2 separate regions of the Mus musculus genome follow, and region 1 is linked to region 2. Evidence: chromatin contacts called from public Hi-C data. All regions are on one chromosome and are shown on one strand. Each heading gives the region's core, a stretch centred on a gene start, on an enhancer-like site or on the middle of the called end of the contact. The rest is flanking DNA. Distances are from core to core; before and after follow the strand shown. Region 1 has its middle 8.2 kb from the start of Hsp90aa1. Region 2 overlaps Ppp2r5c (protein phosphatase 2, regulatory subunit B', gamma).

The links. A called contact is a pair of places that touch in the nucleus more often than the background predicts.
Region 1: a Hi-C map of the N1E-115 cell line shows a contact between it and region 2, with 3 times the contacts expected there. The contact joins two enhancer-like sites. A contact is called at or near these places in 1 of 484 Hi-C or Micro-C datasets (the N1E-115 cell line), 2 of 115 datasets of contacts at active chromatin or transcription factors (effector CD8 T cells and embryonic stem cells) and 3 of 9 other capture datasets (adipose tissue, liver and pancreatic islet).

The regions. Positions count from the first base shown.
Region 1 is chr12:110,701,365-110,707,849 of GRCm38.p6, forward strand. No RefSeq gene overlaps it. Among named protein-coding and RNA genes, the nearest start is that of Hsp90aa1, 8.2 kb to the left of the region's middle. Within about 2 kb of position 5,172, at least 272 of the 459 cell types and tissues checked have an H3K27ac peak or open chromatin away from gene starts, as enhancers often do. A contact at or near this core is called in the N1E-115 cell line, where this site is marked.
Region 2 is chr12:110,553,933-110,560,184 of GRCm38.p6, forward strand. It overlaps Ppp2r5c (protein phosphatase 2, regulatory subunit B', gamma), which reads left to right. Exons shown (of 16, transcript NM_001373949.1): 10 at 911-964. Among named protein-coding and RNA genes, the nearest start is that of B930059L03Rik, 34 kb to the right of the region's middle. Within about 2 kb of position 2,124, at least 24 of the 459 cell types and tissues checked have an H3K27ac peak or open chromatin away from gene starts, as enhancers often do. A contact at or near this core is called in the N1E-115 cell line, where this site is marked.

The DNA of each region.
Region 1 (6,485 bases), core at 3,922-6,421, 150 kb after region 2:
TCAGGGTCTCAGTCCTGTCAGACCAAAGGTCGTGTGTGTGTGTGTGTGTGTGTGTGTGTGTGTGTGTGTGTGAGAGAGAGAGAGAGAGAGAGAGAGAGAGAGAGCAGAGAAGTAGAAGCAGGCCATGAGCACATGGCGAGAGAGGGGGGAGGAGAACGGGGAGGGGCAAGAGGACAGCAGGAGAGAGAGAGAGAGAGAGAGAGAGAGAGAGAGAGAGAGAGAGAGAGAGAGAGAGCTAGAGCTTCCTTCCCTGGAGCACTGTGGTTTTCTTAAACCTGCTGAGTCACCTGACTCCAGGCCTCCCTCTACCACACCTGAGGGCTGCCTCAGATTGTCCTTGGAACACTCTTTCCCCCATGCTCAGGAGCTACTTAGATAGAACTCAAGCTTTCAGGTGCCATGCCAGGCCCTACTTAGCTGGCTTTTGCTGGACTGATTCGTGCCTTTCTCAGCTGCCATTTTAAGGAGTGGGGAACCCTCAGGGCATGCAGGACACTATGCCCTTACTTTCTATCTAGGCTGTCAGCCCCAGGGCCCCTTTAGCCAGCTCCTCTCTCCTGTTCCCTGTCTGGGACCCAGTTCACACAGTCACTGGCTGGGGAGACCCCCCTCCTATATCCAGCCCCATGGCATACATTATCTGCAGGTCTGTCACCAGGCCATGACAGCACTGTCCACAGAGGAGTGCCCAGCTCCCGACAGCTGGGGCAGCTTTCTCAGTCATAAGAAGATCATGGCAACCTTATCAGGAATACAAAGGCTAGATTTGCTCAGCTGGAAAAGACATGTTTAATGCATGTGAGGCACTAGTTTCCAGCACCACACACACACACACACACACACACACACACACACACACACACACGCAAATGCACGTCGAGCAAAGAAACTGATTCAGGGAGGGGAAGGATAGTCTACAAGGGCGATGGCTGCTGCTTGGCTTTCTGGTTTGTTCCAGCCTCTTTCTTCCTCCCGAGTTCCATTTTCTCACCCTTAAGCAGCCTCTACGGCAGGGCGGACCTCTTAACGTCTACTGTTCTTGCGGAGGTGGAACCTGGAAGAATGGAGCCTGAAATGAGGAGGTCTAAAGTCTCAGAGCTTTGGGCAGTTTACATCCGAAGGTTCGGAAGAATCACCGGAGTGAGGGGTTCAATCACAAGGACAGCTACACGTGGCAAAGCCCACATTTCTTTCCCACAGAAACATACAAACAAAAACCAACTGCCTCGTAAATAATCTGAGGTGAACTCACTCTTACCCGCTACACCAGGGAGGGCACACAAGCACCTTCTAAGAACAATTCCCTGGGTTAGAGAAACTGAGGTCATAGGAATTCTTGTTGTTTTGTTTTCTTGGAATTTTCTGCCCCAGCCCTCACATGACTCTGGGTCCTTGTCCCGACCTTGTACTTTGCATAAGGACACTTCAGGGCTATTCCACATTTTACCATCCCTGCCTTTATGTAAATTACAACGGTAGCCCTAGGGCCTGACCTCTCCACCCTGAAAGGTTCCCTTTGAGCCTGGAACCTTTTTTTTTAAAGACACTTTATTGAGCTCAGATCCCTCTATGTGCTTCCTCCAGAGTTCTAAGCTCATCCAGCTAAACTGAAATTACAGATTATTATCTCTTTATCCTTATTGGACCATCTCCAGACCCAGCCCAGGGCAGTCAAAATCATACAGAAAGAATTAGTGTATAGCTAGAGCCCTTCATTCCTAAGGGGCTGCACGGGTGTTTAGCGCCACCTGCTGGTCAGCTGCTGGAGGCCTTCCAATAGGAACAACTGAGCTCCCATGGGAGTTGACTTTCACCGCAGTCTTCACTCAAGAATTCAAGGCAAAGCTTCTGGTACTTCGCGGAGCAAGGATGAGGTGGTGTTCCTGTGTGTAAGACAGCCTGGAATCACCAATAATCTTCCTGACTCAGCCAGGACCACAGACCCCCTGCTGCAAAGTTCCGAGAGCAGCAGGCCTGGGTGCATTCCGTAGTGCAGGCCTATCATCCCAGCAATGCAGGAAGCTGACTCAGACTGAAATGACAAGTTGAAAACCTGCCAGGATGACAAAGAGAGTTCAAGGCAGTGTGTGACTTTCCGACCTCCTACATACTAAGAAGTAATTCGCTCTTGAGCTGTAGTCTTGTGGTGCCAGGGAAATGTTAGTGATCCCCCCAAACACAGACAGGAGCCAATCTGATGCAACTCATAGCAGGGCCTTTACTCAAGCTAGCTCAGGCCACCCAACACACCGCTGTCACACAGGACAGTTTTGGTGGGGGATGGGATGAGATCCCCGAATGCCTATCTAAAGTGTTCAATCACAAGGACAAGCTTACATGTGACAAAACCCACGTTTTCCTGTGGAGAAATACAAACAAAAAACAACAGCCAGTTGTTGTAAATAATTGGAGGTAAACTCACTCCCATCCACTACACCTAGGAGGCAGGGCTCTCTAGGAAGCAGCGAGCAGGGAGCAGGGATGGAGTACGTGTGCATGCATCTGATTGGCAAGCTCCTGTGGTCTTTAACATAACTGGCTGGTGCTGGGAGTCGGATCATAACTTAACTTCTGCTGTCCTCTGCATTGGTGGTCGTTAGGCAGGGGGTGGGCTTGTAACCCAGGGGTGCAGGTTTGTTGAGGAAATAACCTGGAGACACTGGTCTTATTGAGGGTGTAACCTGGAAACGCTGGTCTTGTTGGCGATTAGCCTAGAGACCGGAGCTAGGCTCGGGTCTTGTTGAGGGGTAGCTTGGAAACTAATGCTAGGTACTGGCCTGTTAGTTTACCTGAATTCAAACTTAGGGTCAGGGTCTCCAAAATGGAATGTGAATTTAAAAGATGTGGCATCCCAGTCTTTCGTCTTCTTTTTATTTCCAGTACTTGTTTGTGAGGTGTTGGGTCGGATGGACCTGAGGATGCCAGTCAAGTCCTCCCTCCGCCACTGAGCTGCATTCCTGGGCCCCATTCTTTTTACTGTTGAGGCAGGCTTTTGCTTAGATGCCCAACTTGTCTGGAACTTTCCATAACCAAGACAGGTCATGAAACTTTAATTTTCCTGCCCCAAAAGCCCGAGTAGAGTAATTTGGGAGATTTAAGTTGTAGTTTAAAACAAAACAAAACAAAACAAAACAAAACAAAACAAAACAGGTCTCTTCTTTTCCTGAGAATCACAGGGTCTTGACAATGACCTCGTTTTGCCTGCCCACCTGGGCAATTCTGTGCGCAGTAGCTGTGAATTCGTGTGTAGACACCAGCAAGCTCAACACATTAGTGACAGAAGTACCAGACATCTGCACTGTATCCTGAAGACCTGGGCTGGCATCCCAACTGCCATACCTTGTTTCCTCCGGGTCCCCTCCGATAGCAAAGCTATCTGCTTCTGCGACATATCCCGGACTCCATTTCACGATGAGGAACAAGTGTGGTCTTTGAACCAAGCCACTGAAACAGGATGGGTTTTCTCAGAAGGAACTCAGCTCACTAGGTCAGGCAGTGCAGCCTGTGGAAGGGAAGGAATTCCAACAAGGCACTCATGGGCAGTGGCTGGCTGTGGGTCACACAATGGGGAAAGGGATGGCAAGGACAGAGGCTGAGAGCTGTTTGAGGGCTCAAGAGAGACTGAGTGAGGCGTGAGTGACCAGCTGTGGAAGTGACGGGAGGGAGTGTAGTGACGGGAGGGAGGGGAACCTTCCCTGTCCTAAGGGGTTTCCTGATGCTGGAACTGAGGGCAGGCCTCACTCACTTCTCAGCCTGAGTAGTTCTAATGTTGTAGGACACATGTTGCCTTGCTTCTGTTATAGGGATACTCATTTCACAATATGTTGGAGTTCAGTGCCGGTAGTGAGGCAGTGGAGGAGACAGGCAGCCTGGAGAATGGAGTCTCTCTCCCACCAGCTTGGTGGACGGCTGCTGAGCTATCCACCTTTCCTGTGGTGTCAGTATTTTTGATCCTTAGGGTGTACCAAAACCCTGTTGTGTTAACTCATGTGGGGCAAACAATTTTGGACTCAGCCCCCTCCCCCATACCCCCTCCCCCACACCTCTGTAACAGGTCCCAGACCTTAGCACAACCGACTCCATGATGGAAGTATCATTCAGGCTGTAAAACTCAGCACATAGACAGCTCCACCTGCCAATATGGAAACAAAGACACAATCTATCAAAGTTCTGGGAAAATCTCCGAATGTACCACCTTGCTTTTTGTCTTCTGTAGTTCCACTTCTGGCTAACTGGTCCTGCTGACTGAAGTGTGACAACCCAGAATATAGTTCTTGTGCTTAGGGCTGAAGAGATGGCTCGGTGGTTAAGAGCACTGACTGCTCTTCTGAAGGTCCTGAGTTCAAATCCCAGCAACCACATGGAGGCTCACAACCATCCGTAATGAGATCTGATGCCCTTTTCTGGAGTGTCTGAAGACAGATACAGTGTACTTAGATATAATAATAAGTAAATCTTTTTTAAAAAAAATTCTTGTGCTTAAAAGCTCACCCTGAATAAGGCTCAGTGCTACACTGGGATTCCATATCCCCAGTGTAGTAGCCAGCCAGCTAATAAAGACTTTCTATTTTGGCTTAAACCCCTGTCTGAACCCTTCTCTGGTGTAGTTAGTTACCCAATTCAGAGTATTGGGCAACCTGTCCCAACACTTCAACTATCCCCTGACATGAACAGCACCAGACAGGAATAAGACCACTCAGGCAGGGTTGCTTCCCTTTAAATTTTTTTTGTTTGTTTTTTTAGAATTTTAAAAACGTTTATTTTCATTTTATGTGTATTGGCATTTGCCTAAATGTATGTCTGTGCATCGTTTGCATTCAGCGCAGGATTTACAACCAAATGTGAGCCACCATGTGCATGCTGGGAATTGAACTCAGGTCCTCTGAAAAAGTAGCTAATGCTCTTAAACAATGAACTATGCTCTCTCCAGGCCGTTGCTTTCCCTTCGGATTCAGGGTTAATGAGGATGTCAGCCTGGAGCTGTGCACAGCACATTGTGTGTGTGTGTGTGTGTGTGTGTGTGTGTGTGTGTGTGTGTGTGTGTGTGTGTGTGTGTGTAGGAAACCACCAGGGAGTGAAAATGGGGACAAGAGACAGACAGTGACAGGCAACGAGGATCTGGAGGCAGAGCTCTCTCTCCTGTCTGCAGTTTGGTCGTAGGCTGATAATTGCTTTCTCATTTAGGCTAATGAGAGTCAGGCTCCTGCTGCTGTAACCAGAGGCGTTCTGAGCGTAAACATCCTTCAGCATTCCTGGGAATTAGTCGGCAGCGGTAACCGCAAAAGAATAATTACTTTTCTTTCATAAGTAGAGCTCTGTGTCTTACACATTGAGGAGAGGGGGCCTTATCTGTTATTGAGGCAGGACTCCTGGGTCATATAAAAACAGAACCTACTTAACACGCATTAAGTGCCGTTTCGACTCAGTGGCAGGCACTCTGGTTGTCTAGTCCGTCTTTCCTAACAGCGTCTCCCCTGACAGTCCCCTCACGAGCGCCGCCAGGCTGAACGTCAATCTTGCTTCCCCAGCCGAAGCTAGAGGGGTCATGTGACTCTGTCCCAGGCAACAGGACGCAAACAGGAACTGGATACTTGTTATCCCGGAGGGGAGAGAAGGGGCATGTTTGAATGAATTTTTAAGTTCCCTTAAGATCTTTCTATATTTATTTGTGGTTTGGTGGTTTGCGCTCATGCCATAGCGTGAGTGTGAAGGTCAGAGGATAATGGGAAGTAGTCGGTCTCTTGTCACGTGGGTCCTGAGAGATGAACTCAGGCGACCAGGATCCCGGGCAAGGGCATTCACCTGCTGAGCCAGCTAGCCAGTCCACCTCACACAACGTTCGGAATACAGTAGAGATAGAAAGATAAGAGAAGGCTGGGTGTGATAAGGCACACCTGCAATCCTAGGGGCCGGGAGGAGCAGGAGTTCAAGGTCAACCTTGGGGGAAAAAAGAAAAGAAAAAAAAAACAAACAAGTTTTTAATTTATCTTTGAGGCAGAGACTTGCTATATAGTTTAAGTTAATCTTGAATACTGAATCCTCCTGTCCCAGTCTTTCAAGGGTTGGGAGTACAGGTGTGGGCCAATGTGTTTGAGGTCTTCGGTGTTTTTATTGCTGTCTCACTATTTAGCCCAGGCTAGCCTGGAACTTCTGGTCTTCTGAGTGCTGGGGATAATAGACATAACCCACTGAGCCCAGGCTGACCTAGTTTTCCACATGCCTGGGTCTCTCTGAGTGTGGGGAGTCGGAGAGCCACAGGGCCAGTTCCGGTTGCAATTCAGCTGCTCACTGCAGGGAAAGGAGACCCAGGAGTAGGTCACGGTAAGCCCTGACGTAAGTGCAAGGCTAAAACTGGCTTAAGGTGTTATGGGGCACAGTGAGGACCCAGGAAGGTTTCCTGAGGGCAAATAACACCTGAGGCAAGCTGTCCTTGGTGGCACCAGAGGGCACACCGGATGGAGGGAAAGGCGCAGGCAAAAGTGGGA
Region 2 (6,252 bases), core at 874-3,373:
GGGGACGGGGGCTGGAGCCATGGCTTACCAGTTAGGAGCACTGACTGCTTTTCCTAAGGACCCAGGTTCAATTCCCAACACCCAAATAGCAGCTCATAGCTGTCTGCAACTCCAGGATGTGACGCCATCACGGACTTACATGCAGGCAAAGCACCAGTGCACATAAAGTAAAGATTATTTTTTAAGAAAGCGCATGGAAGGGCTGTGGGCATCATAGGACAGGCAGTACTTGCTTGTCATGTGCAAGGTCTCAGCTTCCATCCCCAACAAAGATTTGTATCGAGACGTAGAGCTCATAACTGTAATCCCAGCACTCAGGAGTCCGAGGCAGAAAATCATGAGTTTGAGGCCCGCGTGCACTGTATGTAACAGGACCTCGTTTAAAAATTAAACAAGAGTCCATTCTGACCCGATGCACTGTCCTCCTGTTCGCACATTTTCTGTCTGGCATTGCCAGGTAACAGGTCTGCTTGTCTTGTATCATATCCATCTTGAGCAGTAATAATTCATAAAGGAGCTTGGCGTGGGGGACATCTAATCTCAGCGCCCTGAGACTGAGGCAGGAGGCTGGCAGGAACTTTGGGCTACATATAAATGTTATCTCAAAGGGCAAATAAAGAGAGTGCAGAGATTTCTGGTAGGACTCTGCACTACAACTTTCCAGGTATTACATTACTTGTCTATTCTCATCTTCTAAAGACACACACACACACACACACACACACAACTATAAAATCTGTCACAAAGAGATCGGGGAAGAATTATCCAGTGAGCATCCGTCCCAAAGGTATCTCCCTGAAACTGTCGCTCAGCCACAGCAGGCAGTTTCGCAGGGGAGGGTGGTTGAGGGTCATTCTAGAAGGGAGCTTCCATGCTGATGACATCTGACACTCTCTCCCCTCCCTTTCAGCTGGCGTACTGTGTCGTGCAGTTTTTAGAGAAGGACAGCACCCTCACTGAACCAGTAAGTGCTCGATCTGGACTGTGACCCTCACTGTGTCCCTGTATTTCGCCACATTGCCTCTCAGTCGGCCCTGTCACCTTCAGTGGCAACACTGTCGGAAGCTCGTCCCACTCCTGGGTTGGAGGCTCAGCTCAGCTGTGGTGGTCTGATGACGAGTTCCTTCGCCGCAGTGAAGGTTATGTATAATAAGCTTGCCACCTTGTCTCACACTGTCCCACAGTCCTTGGAACATGGCCCCTGAGCAGCTGTGGCCACCAGCCTGGCCCCGTTGAGCCCTCCACACTGGGCAGCAAGTGCTCTGACTCGGGCACAGGGTTGCAGCAAGAGTAGAAATCCCTTGCACTCTAGAGGAGAGTGGAGATGCTCTGGAAGGTTAATCTAAGTTAGTGTTGTTTTACAATCACTGAACAGCAAATGGAGACTAGACTACTGCCTTTTGGTTTAGATTTCTAATGTGTGTGTCTGTGTGTGTGTGTGTTTTATCTTTATTAAATTTTTAAAAATTCCTTGCACCTCCACACACACACACACACACACAAATCAGTCACTAAATATAGGCATGGTTGGCAACGTCATTCCTGACTAAGGTGAGGCAGTGTAAGCAGCTGAATCCACTTCTAAAGGAGCCTGGGCTGCAGTCCGTAGCCCATGCAGCTCATGCGGTCCTGGCATACAGTTCACGCCACACTCAGTGGCTCAGGAGGCTGAGGTGGACAGGTGACTGTGAGTGTGAGGTCTGCCTGGGAAGAGGAAGAGCTGGCTAGAGCAACACTGGTGACAAAGAGCACTTGTTGCCCTTTAGAGGTTCCCGGCACCCAGGTGGTGACTCACAGCGGGCGGTAGCTGCAGCTCCAGGGCATCAGACACCCTCTCCCACCTCGGCAGGCATTCCCATGCAAGAGCGCACTGGCATGGTCACACAGGTTTCTCCCCACACCTCACAAAGAAAAGAAATCCCACCCGCTCCCACCACCCCTTTTACATTCAGAAGTCAAGAAAGAGAGGCGTGGGAGAAAGCTACACTGAGTTTTCTCCCTCGGGTTTTCTTTGTGTGTGCTTTTCCTATGCTGATGACTGAAGAACTCACCGCTCAGCGCTTGTGTGCCTTAGTCCCTGTTCGCTCGCCTCAGGCGGGATCCTCCCACCCGAAGCATCTCTACCATCTGGGCCCTGTCCCAGCCTGACCCCGGGCCTGCTTAGCCCGGATTGACTCTCTTTCCTCATCTGTGTGAGCAGAGCATGAACTCAGGTGACACTTGTAAAGGTTTCTGCCCCACTGATGCAGTGTAATGACAGATAGGCAGGTCGGTAAGGGGTGAGCTTAACTGCGGGAGACAAGACAGAATGCCGCTGTCCCGTAAACATAGGATGCCAGTCGCAGGCAGGGCTGTGCACAAACAAGCCAGAAGTCCCACACACCCAGTGTGGTGTGTCCACCCCGAGCTGTTGTTTGTAGCTCCTGTTGACAGATGACATCTGCTGACAGATGATAATATGATATCACTGTCCAGCTGCAGAAAGCAGAGCTGATTTTCAATATACTCAAAGCATTTGGACTCTCACCTGGTACATTTCTTCCTTTGAAATTTACATTTTATAAAAATGCAAAGGCCACTGTGTCTGACTTAGAAGTAAGCAATTCGTTTTATGTTTTGGTTGGTTGGTTGGTTTGGTTTTTGAGACAGGGTTTCTCTGTGTAGACCTAGCTGTCCTGGAACTCTCTCTGTAGACAAGGTTGATCTCAAACTCAGAGATTTCTGGTCTCTGCTTCCCAAGTGCTGGGACTAAAGGTGTGCACCTCTGCTGCCAGCTCTGAAGACTTAAGATGGAGGTGTGGACTGGAAAGGAGTATGTGTACTCCGCACACAGGAACCTCACATGCCACCCCAGGGCTCCAGGTTGCCATGTGGATTGCTTTAAATACAAGTCGTGGCAGTTACTGCAATCAGATTCCCACCAATAAAGGACTTATCAGGAAGACTGAGTCCAGCTTGAGGCTTGAGAGGGCAGCAGAGCTGACAGCTGCAGGACCACGTAGCTTAGGCGCTTAGACTTCAGACAGATCAGGACCGAGGGACGAAGGACTCCAGCTGCCTTTCTCCGTTCTTAATCATTGCTTCATCCAGGACTCCACCTCCTGGGCTGATGCCACCAACACAGGGCAGGCCTTCCCTTTAGTTAATCCTCTCAGCAGAGGCTCAGAGGATGAACCCTTGGGTGTGTCTCATTAATGCCTTAGGCGACTCTTAATCCAATCAAACTGACAGTGGAAATTGCCCATCACTGTGTTCCGCTTAAAAGGCTGCCATCTGTAAAGAGCATTTGCTGACCCTGTAATTGATATTTTTCACGGACTCCAAAGTTTCCTGGGCACACTAGGCATAGATACTGTTTTCTTTGTTGCCAGGCTAGAGGCTCATGGGAGATTTTACACAACTGTGTCTCCTTTCATCCGCCTGTCTCCCTCTGCTAATGGGATGACCCACGTGTCTTGGCAGTCACGGCTTTGCCCCTAGGTACACCAGGACAGGCTCGCCAGGACTCAGGGCAGGGTCACTGATGTGTTTCCCCTCTTCCCCGTTCAGGGAGCATGCGCTGAGCCTGGAGCCTGGCGCTGGTGTTGTCTGGCATTAGCACACGCAGGCATGCACACCTTTGGCAGAGTCCTGCCCTTCTCACACGCAGACCGGAAAACTGGGTGCTGCTCACAGTAGCTCAAAGATCAGAAAGAGTCCAGTGTGAACCTGGTTCAGAAACTGGCTTTCCCATCAAGGCAGTCCATATTGGCTGTGCAGCCCCTACATGACTTTAAAAACCCACTGACCGCTGGAGGGCCAGTGTGGGTCAAGAGTAATTCCTGTCTTCCATATTAACCATGGTTCTGATTCAAAGTAGATACTCAAGAAATGCCTGGTTGACTTAATAGTCGGAGGGAAATCATTAAGTGGTAGACTTTAGAAATGTGTTCTCTTAAGACTTTAAAGAGTGTGTTTGTGAAAGTCTTACCAGCCTTGCCTAGCCTAGCACCCCATATGTAGACTAGACAGGCCTCAAACTCACAGAGATCTGCCTAACTCTTCCTCCTAAGGTCTAGGATCAAAGACATACAACACCACGCCCAGCTCAAGATAGTTGTAGATTTTTGTTAGATTCTAAAATTAGGAGGACTTGTAAAATGAAATTTGAAGTTTTATAATAGATAGGTAATAGAAAAAAAAATGTCCAGGAACCTAAATACCCAGAGCACCAAAGCAGAATTATTGTATATGACTATTTCTCAGATACCCGCCCTGCCTTCACCTTTGTAATAACTGGAAGTGACAAGTGAGTGACAAACAGCTCTAAAGGGCAGCACACACTCCTCAACAGTTTTGGTCCCAAAATGGGAGCAGAGATGCTAGCTCTACACCCTGTCACCACTGTCATCTGTGGTGGAGAGGGAGGTGCTGCCAGCAGCCTGGGACTATATGCACGCACCCACACACGCACAGAGTCCATTAGTAATACTGTGAAAAGGCATTTCAGGATGAGTCAGTGACACAAAGACAGTAAGTTTCAGCCGGGCATGGTGGCGCATGCCTTTAATTTCAGCACTTGGGAGGCAGAGGTAGGCGGATTTCTGAGTTCGGAGCCAGCCTGGTCTACAAAGTGAGTTCCAGGACTATACAGAGAAAAAAAAAAAAAAAAAAGACAGTAAGTTTCTCAAACTGAGAGAAATGGACATTTATGCTTTATAGTTAATTGCGGGTGTTGAGAGAGAAAAGTCAGTCACAACTTCAGTTGCTTTAAGAGAAATACACCTATAAATTCATGTGTTTGAATGCTTGGCTCATAGGGAGTGGCACTGTTAGGAGGTGTGGCCTTATTGGAGGAAATGTCACTGTGGAGATGGGCTTTGAAGTGTCAGATACTCAGGCTAATAAACCTAACAGGGCAGTCTCCTGCTGCAGCCTTGGATCAGGTTGTAGAACTCTAAGCTCCTTCTCCAGCACCATGTCTGCATGTGCTGCCGTGCTTCTTGCCTCTGAGACTGTAATTCCACCCCAAGGAAATGTTCTCCTGTATAGGAGTTGCAGTGGTCATGGTATCTCTTCATAGCAATAAACCCTAAGACACCAACCAAGGCAAGGGTTCCAACTTCCCAGGAGAATTGCACTTGCCTCTCTATACAGTACACACACACACACACACACACACACGAGAGAGAGAGAGAGAGAGAGAGAGAGAGAGAGAGAGAGAGAGAGAGAGATTGATTTAGATTCTGTCCTAATTACATTGTTCAAAGGATATAACTTATAACAGTGTTTAAAGATTGTAAAAGTTTAGGTGGGGGAGGTGGCACATATTTCAATTCCAGCATTCAGGAAGCCAACAGAGGCAGGCAGATTTCTTGATTTTGAAACCAGCCAGCCAACCTACATAGTGAGTTCCAGGACAGCAAGGGTTACACAGAGAAACCCTGTCTCAAGAAACCAAATATTTTGTATAATATTTTTTTTTCTTTATCTTGAATTTCTTTCTGTGGGTCATCAAGGTAGCTCAGTGGATAAAGGTTTCGATGCTAAGACTGACAACATGGGTTCAGTTCCTGGGGCCCATGCGGTGAAAGGAGACACCCAGTCTCTGCCAGCTCCTTCTGACGCCACACACATAAACACACAGGAAATAAGTAGGTGTGATAGAAAAGAAAAAAAAAAGAATTTCCTTTACAAGTGAAATCCTAAGGTAGGCTTTATGAAGTTCATTGTATTAAAGAAGAGTGCTGATCCCTCAAATCCAGACCTCAAACCTCCAGACTTCAAGTAGGCATAGTCTGTTGTTAGCTTCCATGTTTGAAGTCTTTAGGCAAAGGAGTGTTCTCTATAGACAGCCTTGGCTTTGTAAGTTCTGTTCAGGTTTCTTAAATCTTCAACCAATGGGAAACTCAAGCTAAGTCCCAAAACGAGGGTTTCCTTTCTCCTGTCTCTTCACGTTTCATCTTTCCATCTCGCCTCACAGACAAGGCCTCACACTGCTTCAGAGAAACAAGTGACTCCTGTGCACAGGTGCGTGCACAGGTGTGTGTGCACAGGTGTGTGAGCAGGCAGGTGTGTGAACAGATGTATGTTTGCAGGTGTGTGCACAGGTTTGTGAGCACAGGTGTGTAAGCAGGGGTGTGAACACAGGTGTGTGAGCAGGGGTGTGTAAGCACAGGTGTGTGAGCAGGGGTGTGTAAGCACAGGTGTATGCACACATGTGCCCTTATGAAGATAGGCCTGCTGGTGCTCATTGCACTTTTTAGAAAATAA